2 separate regions of the Sus scrofa genome follow, and region 2 is linked to region 1. Evidence: chromatin contacts called from public HiChIP or PLAC-seq data. All regions are on one chromosome and are shown on one strand. Each heading gives the region's core, a stretch centred on a gene start, on an enhancer-like site or on the middle of the called end of the contact. The rest is flanking DNA. Distances are from core to core; before and after follow the strand shown.

What was found. HiChIP or PLAC-seq counts read pairs in DNA pulled down with a chosen protein or histone mark.
Region 2: a contact with region 1 is called in an H3K27ac HiChIP or PLAC-seq map of skeletal muscle. The contact joins two enhancer-like sites. A contact is called at or near these places in 1 of 47 Hi-C or Micro-C datasets (subcutaneous adipose tissue) and 1 of 2 datasets of contacts at active chromatin or transcription factors (skeletal muscle).

Annotation. Positions count from the first base shown.
Region 1 is chr13:131,097,243-131,101,218 of Sscrofa11.1, reverse strand. LOC102164131 (a long non-coding RNA gene) reads left to right here. Exons shown (of 8, transcript XR_002337825.1): 7 at 474-583; 8 at 714-3,976. Among named protein-coding and RNA genes, the nearest start is that of HES1, 37 kb to the left of the region's middle. Within about 2 kb of position 1,633, at least 27 of the 83 cell types and tissues checked have an H3K27ac peak or open chromatin away from gene starts, as enhancers often do. A contact at or near this core is called in skeletal muscle, where this site is marked.
Region 2 is chr13:131,309,208-131,313,523 of Sscrofa11.1, reverse strand. No RefSeq gene overlaps it. Among named protein-coding and RNA genes, the nearest start is that of CPN2, 26 kb to the left of the region's middle. Within about 2 kb of position 2,548, at least 19 of the 83 cell types and tissues checked have an H3K27ac peak or open chromatin away from gene starts, as enhancers often do. A contact at or near this core is called in skeletal muscle, where this site is marked.

The DNA of each region.
Region 1 (3,976 bases), core at 384-2,883:
GGTAAGTGTGGACAGGAGAGGTCTTGCTTCCTATTTTGCCTCTTTGGGAGCCTATGGGCTGGTTTATTTCAGTCTCCAGTTCCAGGTGAGCAATTGGCCTGAGAGTTATTATCCTGCCTACGCTGTCAGTTGCCTCAGGGGAAGACACCGGGTTTTGGGGTGTTTTTTTTATTTGTTTGTTTTTCTTTTTATTCCTCATCTACTCTGGTGGGTGAGGTTTGTTGCCAACACTGAGGTCCTATATCCTAAGAGTTTAACATAACACTGAGTAGTGGGGATTTCCTTAAGGAAGGGTAGTAGGTTTCTAGATCTGTCATTTATTTTTACGACCCAGTTGGAAAGGCAAGTTGGCACTTATGGTGACTGAGGATTGAGTTGTCAGCATGTTTAGGAAATGGCCCAACCCCTCCACCAGCACCACTGACATCTCTCACTACCATGCTCTCCCCACTGCCACCCCACTGTGTCCACAGCCACAGAGGACACAGGCTCAGGGAGGCATGGCTCTTGGCCAGCGCGCAGAAGACAGAGGTCCAGACACCACCGAGGCCCAGTGATACATCTGGGAGAAGCGGCTCCCCAGGTAATGAAGCAGAAGGTATGGGTCTCTGGGCTCTGCCTGGTCACACCAGTGAGACCAGGAGTGAGCATGTGGGGACGCCGGGTGGCGTGTGCAGAGGCCGGCTTGGCATGGGCTCTATGTTCTCTTGCAGGCCAGCAGACTTTCAGCTTGACCTGAGGGCTGAGCTCGAACCAGCTTACCCCGTGCGTATACACCAGGCCTGACTGCAGCCCCGTGATGGGGAGGGGAAGGGCCCCTGGGCAGGGCTCCTCAGACTGGGAGGAGAGAGGCCCAGGGGATGTTCAGACTCCATTTGCAGAGCTAAGAAGCCAAAGGCAAGGACTTTGTCTTGCTTGTTTGGGACAGCGCCCGTAGGTCTCGAGTAAATATTTAACTAAACTTGCAAATAAGTGTTATCTGTCTCTGGCAAGGACATTGGGGCAAAAGGCTTTCTGTACCTCTGCCCTTGGTATTAGTGTTTATTCTCTTAACAGCAAGAGAGGCTCTTTCCTTTTCGCTGGCCCTGTTTTAGTTGTCTGTGGATGTAGGTGGCCAACGTGTAAAAGCTGTGACTCCAGGGTGGGTGTTGCTCTTGGTGGAGCTTCATTATAAATTGGAAAGAGCGTGATGCAGAAATACCCTGAGAGTAGCAGCCAGGTTGCGCTGGATTCCAATCTGGGCTCCTCCACTGATGAACTGTGATGCCAAGGAAAGGAACTTCACCGCTTCACGCCTCAATGTCCCCCTCCAGTCCTTCTCAAGTGACCTGCCCTCCTTGCTGGGTCTTGAGGACCGAAGGACACAGCGCAGTGACAGCTGCCGTGCGGGCGGGCTGGCTGACTCGGAACCTGCAAGTGGCCCAGCCCTCAGGGGTCTAGAAATGGAAACTCCGAAGGCTTTCAGTTCACAAGACCATTTCAATGTCAGAGCTGAGGCGAGCAAAGGAACTCGCGTCAACCCTTCATCAGCCAGGAAAGGAAACTGCAGCCAGGAACGCCCCACCCTGCGGGGCCCCTGTGGCCGCCACGCCTGTCCTCAGACCCACACAAACACCACCGAAGAGGGAGCCCCAGTGCCCTCAGGTTTCCTGGACCTATTCTCAGCACCCACCCTCCCTCCACCTGACCTGGCCTTTGTTTTCCTAGCCCCGGTCGCGTTGCCTTTTGGACTTGATCCTTGCCAGGTTCTTGCTGTGGCCTTGAATCCAGTTAAAAGTGCGGCGCTCTCACAGCTGGTGCATTGGTTCTGCTGCCTCTGGCACACACGCCTCCCTTTTCAGTGGGGCCAGGAGTACCGTGCGTCAGAAGAATGTTCCCCAGTCTCCTGGGGGCTGGCTTAGTTTCCGGGGTTGCATTTCCTTTCTCTCTCTCTCTTTCTCTCACTCGCTCGCTCTTGTATTTTTTTATAGCTGTGGGGAGCAGTATTTAAGGACTTTTTGGGTGAACATGCCATATGCCTTCTTTATCGAGCAGTAGGAATCAGCAGGAGGATAAAGGATGCTCTTAAAGTGACAGGAAGAAATCAAAAGGGCTCTCAGCCTCCCCGTCAGGGGGAAAATTCTAAGCAAGTTCCTGCCATCGATGACCGAATCTGCATCCTCTAGATGCTATGGGGTGTCCTGAAACATTCATTTCCCTGCTCTGAGCCTTCGTTTCCTTTTCGGTGAAGTGAAAACAACACTCCAATCTTGGCAATGTCGTCAGGTTGCTCCCTGGACCAGAGCAGATACTGGTTGAGGAAGTACTTGGGACGCTTGGGAAGCCCTGTGACCTTGACACAGGGCACCCATGTCGGTTCTCAGCCCCATCTGGGTTGGGATCTGTGTATCCTCCTCTGGGTCCATCAGTCCTGGTTGTGTTCAGCCGCCCCCTGCAGAGGCTTCTCCGTTTCCAGGATGAGAGAACAGCAGCCGTGAGTTCCATCTGCTCCTTCTTTCAGGCTCTTCTCCCAGATGAGTGTGACTTGTGGGTGGCAAGGAAGCTTAAGGGGGTATCAAGAGTTACTTTTCTGGGAGTCTCCAGGTAGGATCTCCCCTGGCAAAGATGCCTGAACTGAGGACCCTAATTCCCATCACCCCCAGTTAGAGGTGGCAGAGTAGTGTCCAGAGACATTACTGCGGGGGCAGACGTTGTAGGCAGGAAAAAACATCATAAAGGGCAGCCTTTTCCTATTGCCTAGGCAGTAACCTGGACACCAGTGGCATCTGCATAAGGCATTTACGCTCACCGTGAACGAACCAGGAGAAATGTCAGTAACTTCCTTAGAGAAAGCACTATCCATCTGGAAGTATTTACTCATTCATTCATTTGGTCGTTTATTCAGACATCTGTGGATTCTTCCACTGTGAAATATTTATCAAATACTTACTGTGTATCAGAGCTGTACTGAATCCTACACCCTTTGGGTCTCATTATTAGTCAGGATAAGTTAGGTAATGCTGTGGTAACAAATAACCCCAAATCTCAGTGGTTGGAATCAACACAAGTTTATTTCTTACTGGCAGTACATTCTCATTATAGCTCTTTGGGGGCTGTTCAGGGTTCAGGGTTGCCCACCCCATGGGTGCCCCACCCTCTTCTGATGCCACGATTTCGGCATGAATCCTTAGGGTTCACTGCAGCAGGGCGAGAGAGCAGGCACCAACTTCTAAGTGATTCTGTCTAGAAGTGACACACATCACTTCTGCTCATGTTTCACTGGCCAGAGGATGCCAGGTTGCCATACCTAACTTCAAGCACAGAGTGAAGAAGTGTAATCTTCCCTGGGCCAGAAAAGAGAGGAAATGTGGAAATAATATGAATGCTGCTCATTTCTACCACATTGCTAACCCCCGCCGCAACCCTGGACATGGTTATTATTCTGATTTTACCTATGAAGAAACTGAGGATAAGAAAGAGATGTAGGATTTGACCTTGGGACCATCTGGCTTCAAAGCCTTTGCGGGTTCCTTTCTATCATCCTGACACACACACACACACAATCGGCAGGTAGAAAATTTCAGCTGGTGGGCCAGAGAAGAATGTAGTTTTCATGTAGTTTTCAAGGAGGGAGAGGTTAGTTTCAGTTGGGGAAGTCCAGGAAGCCTTCCTTGAGGAGGTGACTTTTTGCCTCCAGATTGGAAGGAATGGACTATATTTGGACCTTCAGAGATATTGATTCTTTCAATCAGATATTCATTCTGTGTGCTACGCTCCCATCTGGCAATCTTTACAAAATCCATTTAGTTCACACCCTGAGATTAGTTCACCGTCATTCCTCACCAGAGAAGTCCTAGAGTGATGGGAATGGGAGGGGAAGGAGTTCTGAATGGATTTTGACTCAGGAACTTTCCTGGAACAGGCCTTGGGGAGAGATCGGATGCAGTGGTTCCATGAAGAACTAGAATTTACGGCGGATTTATGGCAGCCGCCCGCC
Region 2 (4,316 bases), core at 1,299-3,798, 210 kb before region 1:
GAGTCTTCTTTCTCGGTGCAGGGGAAGGGAACACAAATAATCCCAAATAGCACGTACTCCAAAAATGGTTCTTTGTGATTGCCTTGGGGAATATATGCTAAAGGGTTTTTTCTGTGTTTGTCTTCTTGGTTTGTTTTTGCTCTCTGTGTGTGTGTGTGTGTGTGTGTGTGTGTGTGTGTGTGTGTGTCTTTTAGCAACAGAAGTCCCGGTCTAATCCTATTTAATTTTTCTGAGCTTTGTTTTCTTAACCGACACCGGGGTTCAAGGAGGTCCAGAAATGTCCTGGAGAGTCTAGGGGCTCACTGAGGTGCTCAGCCCTCTGGATGGTTCAGTCCACCGCAGGGACAGACAGCAGGCCCTGCCAAAGGGATTAGCAGCATCCTGGCTGACAGTGGCCTGGGCTGGGCAAGGGGCAGTGGTGTGCAGGCAGAAGCCCAGGCCGGAGTCCTGGTGAGGCCGCTTCCTTGCCTCGGCATCCCTGCTGGGCCTGCCTCTGCGACCTTGTGGAGACCAGAAAGGAGGCAGGAGAAAGATGCTTTGAAAACTTTGAAAACTCCTGGTGAGGTTCATCTCATGAAATTTCTCTGCCTGGAGGGCCCTCTGGGAAGGGAGTGCTCCCCCACAGAAGTCTAGCCTTGGCAGCAGAGCAGTGATTCTGGATTCTGTGTTTGGGGGTCTTTGGGAGGGCTGCTCCCTGGGGCACTTAGCCTTGGAGAGTGGGGGCCCTGCAGAACCCCAGGAAGGAGCAGGGAGGAAATGGGGCTCCCTGAGAGGAAGGCTGCCTCTGGTCGGAGGACATGCTGGAATCACTGTGTAAGAAGTAGAAATAGGAGTTCCCACTGTGGCTCAGTAGGTTAAGGACCTGACATCTCTGTGAGGCCAGCACACACACAGGGCACAGTGGGGACAGTCTCCACCATTCCGTAGGCCCTTACCTGGGGGTGACCTGAAGGCCCACACCCACTGTGGATGCTGGCTCTGGGTCCAGGGCTCTCCCTGTGGCCCTGCTTCCTCACTGCGTGTTGGCTCAGGTCCCAGGGCAGATGTTGAGGTGGGGACAGAGAGAATATGAGAGGACCAGGCAGAGGGCTCTCCTTTTTCTGACCTGGTCCCTGAAGCCACGAAGCATCACTGTGCTTTATCGGTCAGGGCCGTTGCAAGTCCCTCCCAGATCCAAGAGGAGGGGACATAGACCCCTCACAGTGGAAGGTGTGTCCGTCACATGGGCAGGAGATGCTATGGGTAGCCTAAATACATGGGAGTGGCCGTCTTTGGAGAATATGATCTGCTACGCCTGCCCATCCAGGAAGGAGCCAGGGTCAGAGGGTAAGAGGAAGCCTTCTGGAGGCAGTGATGCTTGAACAGAGGCTTAAAGGCTGGAGAAGATAAGATATGTGGGAGGGGAGGGAAGGAGAGACTCCAGGTGGAGGGGCAAGGTCCACTGAGGGAGGGCCCAGGAGTGGAAGCCTGGTGAGTTGGGGGCAACCACAAGCCCTTCTGTGATGCTGGGGTGGTTTGTATGGGGCTGGGTGTGCTGGGAGGTGGGGCTGAAGAGTTGGAGGGGCTTAGCCTGCAGTTCATGAGCAGGGGTTGTCAGTTCTTCTAAGAATCAGGCCCTCTCCCAGGAAAAATACCCATTGGACTTTGTACACCATTTCAGGGACCCGGGTCAAGGCCCCCAGCCCCAGAGGACCTCAGAGGGATCCCTTCCTGTCTTGTGTTCTGTGGAGCCAGCTTGGGCCCTGAACTTGCCAGCGGTCTCTCTCTGCAGGTGTGTAATCTTAGGTGGCCCCAGGAGCATGTGTCAGACTCAAGCCCAATGCCTCACTCAGCCACTTGGCATCACCGAGCCCAGGCTGACCCTCCTGACTCAGAGAGAGCCTGTGGGGGATGTATGCTCTCTGTTCTACAGGCAGGAAGCCAAGGCCCAGAGAATATTGTTCACTTGCCCAAAGTCACACAGCCATCAGGATAGGGATGATGACGTGGGTCTGACAGCCTCTCCGGGCCAGCCCATTTCCCCCGTGGCATCCTTTCTCCCGACACAGGGCCCTACATATCCCTGCGCCACATGACACCACCTTGCCCTGCCCCACCCAGGAGGCTCAGCTCTGGGACCATGTGTCTCAGGCATGAGTCAGCTTTTGCCTCTGCTGGGAGCCATACCAAGCCTTCCACACCCGCCTGTCCGGCCCTCCAAGCCTCTGTCTCCAGTGCTTGCTGGATACCTTTCCAGGGAGGCCCCTCATGCTTAAATCTGCACTCACCTCTGCTCACCCCAGCTGCCTCTCTAGTCCTGTTCTAGGGATTTCCTGTCTTGGGCTTTCAAGTAGGTGTGGCCCATAGCAGATGGCTGGGGAGAAGTCGGGGTATTTCTTTCACACTTTCTGCTCTAGGAAGCATCTCCAGCGGGGCCTGGGTCTCCTCCCTGGCCCCAGCTCCCACTATCCGGGCTTGCTCTGGTTTCTGCTGGGCTGGGTTGCTCCTGGCCTCTGAGCTCTACCTAATGCTGCCACACCTCTTCCTCCCTCCTGCTCTAGGTGGCGCCAGTGGCCTTGTCCCATTGCTAACCTCTGTGCTGCCTCTGCATCTTCTTTGGCCTCTCAGCTTTCACATCACTATGCAACCAATCCCCTGTATTAAATTTCCTCTGTTTGGGATACCCGTGGGCTTCCTGCTGCCCAGCTAGACCCCTTCCTTTCCCAGAGGATGGCACCAAGTCAGTGTTCAGTCCCTGACCTCAGTGACCCCCACCCAACTAGTCTCTGAGTCAGAAGACAGTGCTTCTGGAAACCTCTTGTGCCCAGACCCCCATCCCACACCACCCCCTTCCCCACTCCCTTCTGCTGCAGCCTTGAACTTCAGCTCCTTATCACCTCTGGCCTGGATGACCCCAGCAGCCTCCCACCAGGGCACCCTACCAGGCTACCCTCCCCACAGTGGCCCAGGGGCTTTAGACAGAGCCCAAGGGCCTACACCTTAGATCTAACCTTTCTCATCTGGTCCCATGCCGCCTTCCAGCCCTGGCCATCCTCCACACCCCCGTCCTTCCCTGTGCCCCCTACACCCACAACCACAGCAGACTAATCATTTCCCAGACATACCACGCGTGGCTCCCTCTACCCTGAGCTCACCTATTCCCTCTGCCCAGACCAGCTACTCTTTTCTACTGGTAAATGTTTATTGATTCTTTAAGACCTACAGCAGGTGCTGCCTCCTCTAGGGTGAAACACATCCCTCCTCGTTCTGCCTTCCATGGCCCTGGATCAGTCCCCTTAAGGGCTTTTCTCATGTGGGACATGAGTTTCTCAGGGCTGGGACCCTGTCCAAGCCCTCCTTGTACCCAGGCACCTCGCCCTTACATGAGGTCAGTCAGTCTTTTTTTGGCTGGCGTGGAAAGTGCTGTTGGGATCAGCTGGCCTCCTAATCCCTTGGCCATGGCGCCTGCCCAGGTCCCTTTCCTGTTTGAACCACCAGCCAGAGTCAGGGGCCTCTCCTCCCAGGACACCAAGGCTGTACATTTCATTGTCATTCTCAGTGATCTTGGTTAATGTTTAAGTTCAGGTTCTTTGTTTTCTGTAAAGCCCATAACAGGGTGGTGGAGCTGGGAATTGTAAAAGTCCACAAGAGGAAAACTTGACTCAACAATTACAAATTGAAGATTCCCCCTCACCCCTCCCCAGTGTTTGGGTGGGGGACGAATGGAAAGGAAGACGATGTTGAAATGTAGCCCTTCGAAATGCTATATAACCTTATACAGAACTGTGCGTGATTCTCTTACACAGGCTCTCAAGCTAGAGCTTTGCACATCAGCAATTTGCTGGACTCTAGACTCAGCCTTCCTGAAACTCCCATCGGTGTCTGTTTCCTGCATCACACCTCAGATGGCTTCCCGTGGGATCCTGGATAGAACCCAAACCCATCAACTTTAAATTCAAGTCCCCCTTCCCCCTCTCCGGGTAGCTTCGGCTGCCTCTTTTCCAGCCAGACATCCTGTTTACAGCTCCCAGACAGGACACAAGTTGGGGGTCTCACCTTTTGAGGACAGGGCAGAGGAGTGGTTCAGAGTGTGAGGTCCAAATTTGGACATGTTCAGGCTCCCTCATGCTTGGGCTGTGATGGCCATGCAGCCTCCAGGAAGCCCACTCTGATTTCCCCTCCCCACACCATGCATCCCTCCAGTGTCCACCCGCTCCAAATGCCATCCCTCCTCCCACCCACTCCAAATGCCATCCCTCCTCCCACTCCCCCGAACAGCACAACCTCCTCGTGTTACCTATTTCGTGGTCATTTATTTGTGTGTTTTTCTGTTCTCT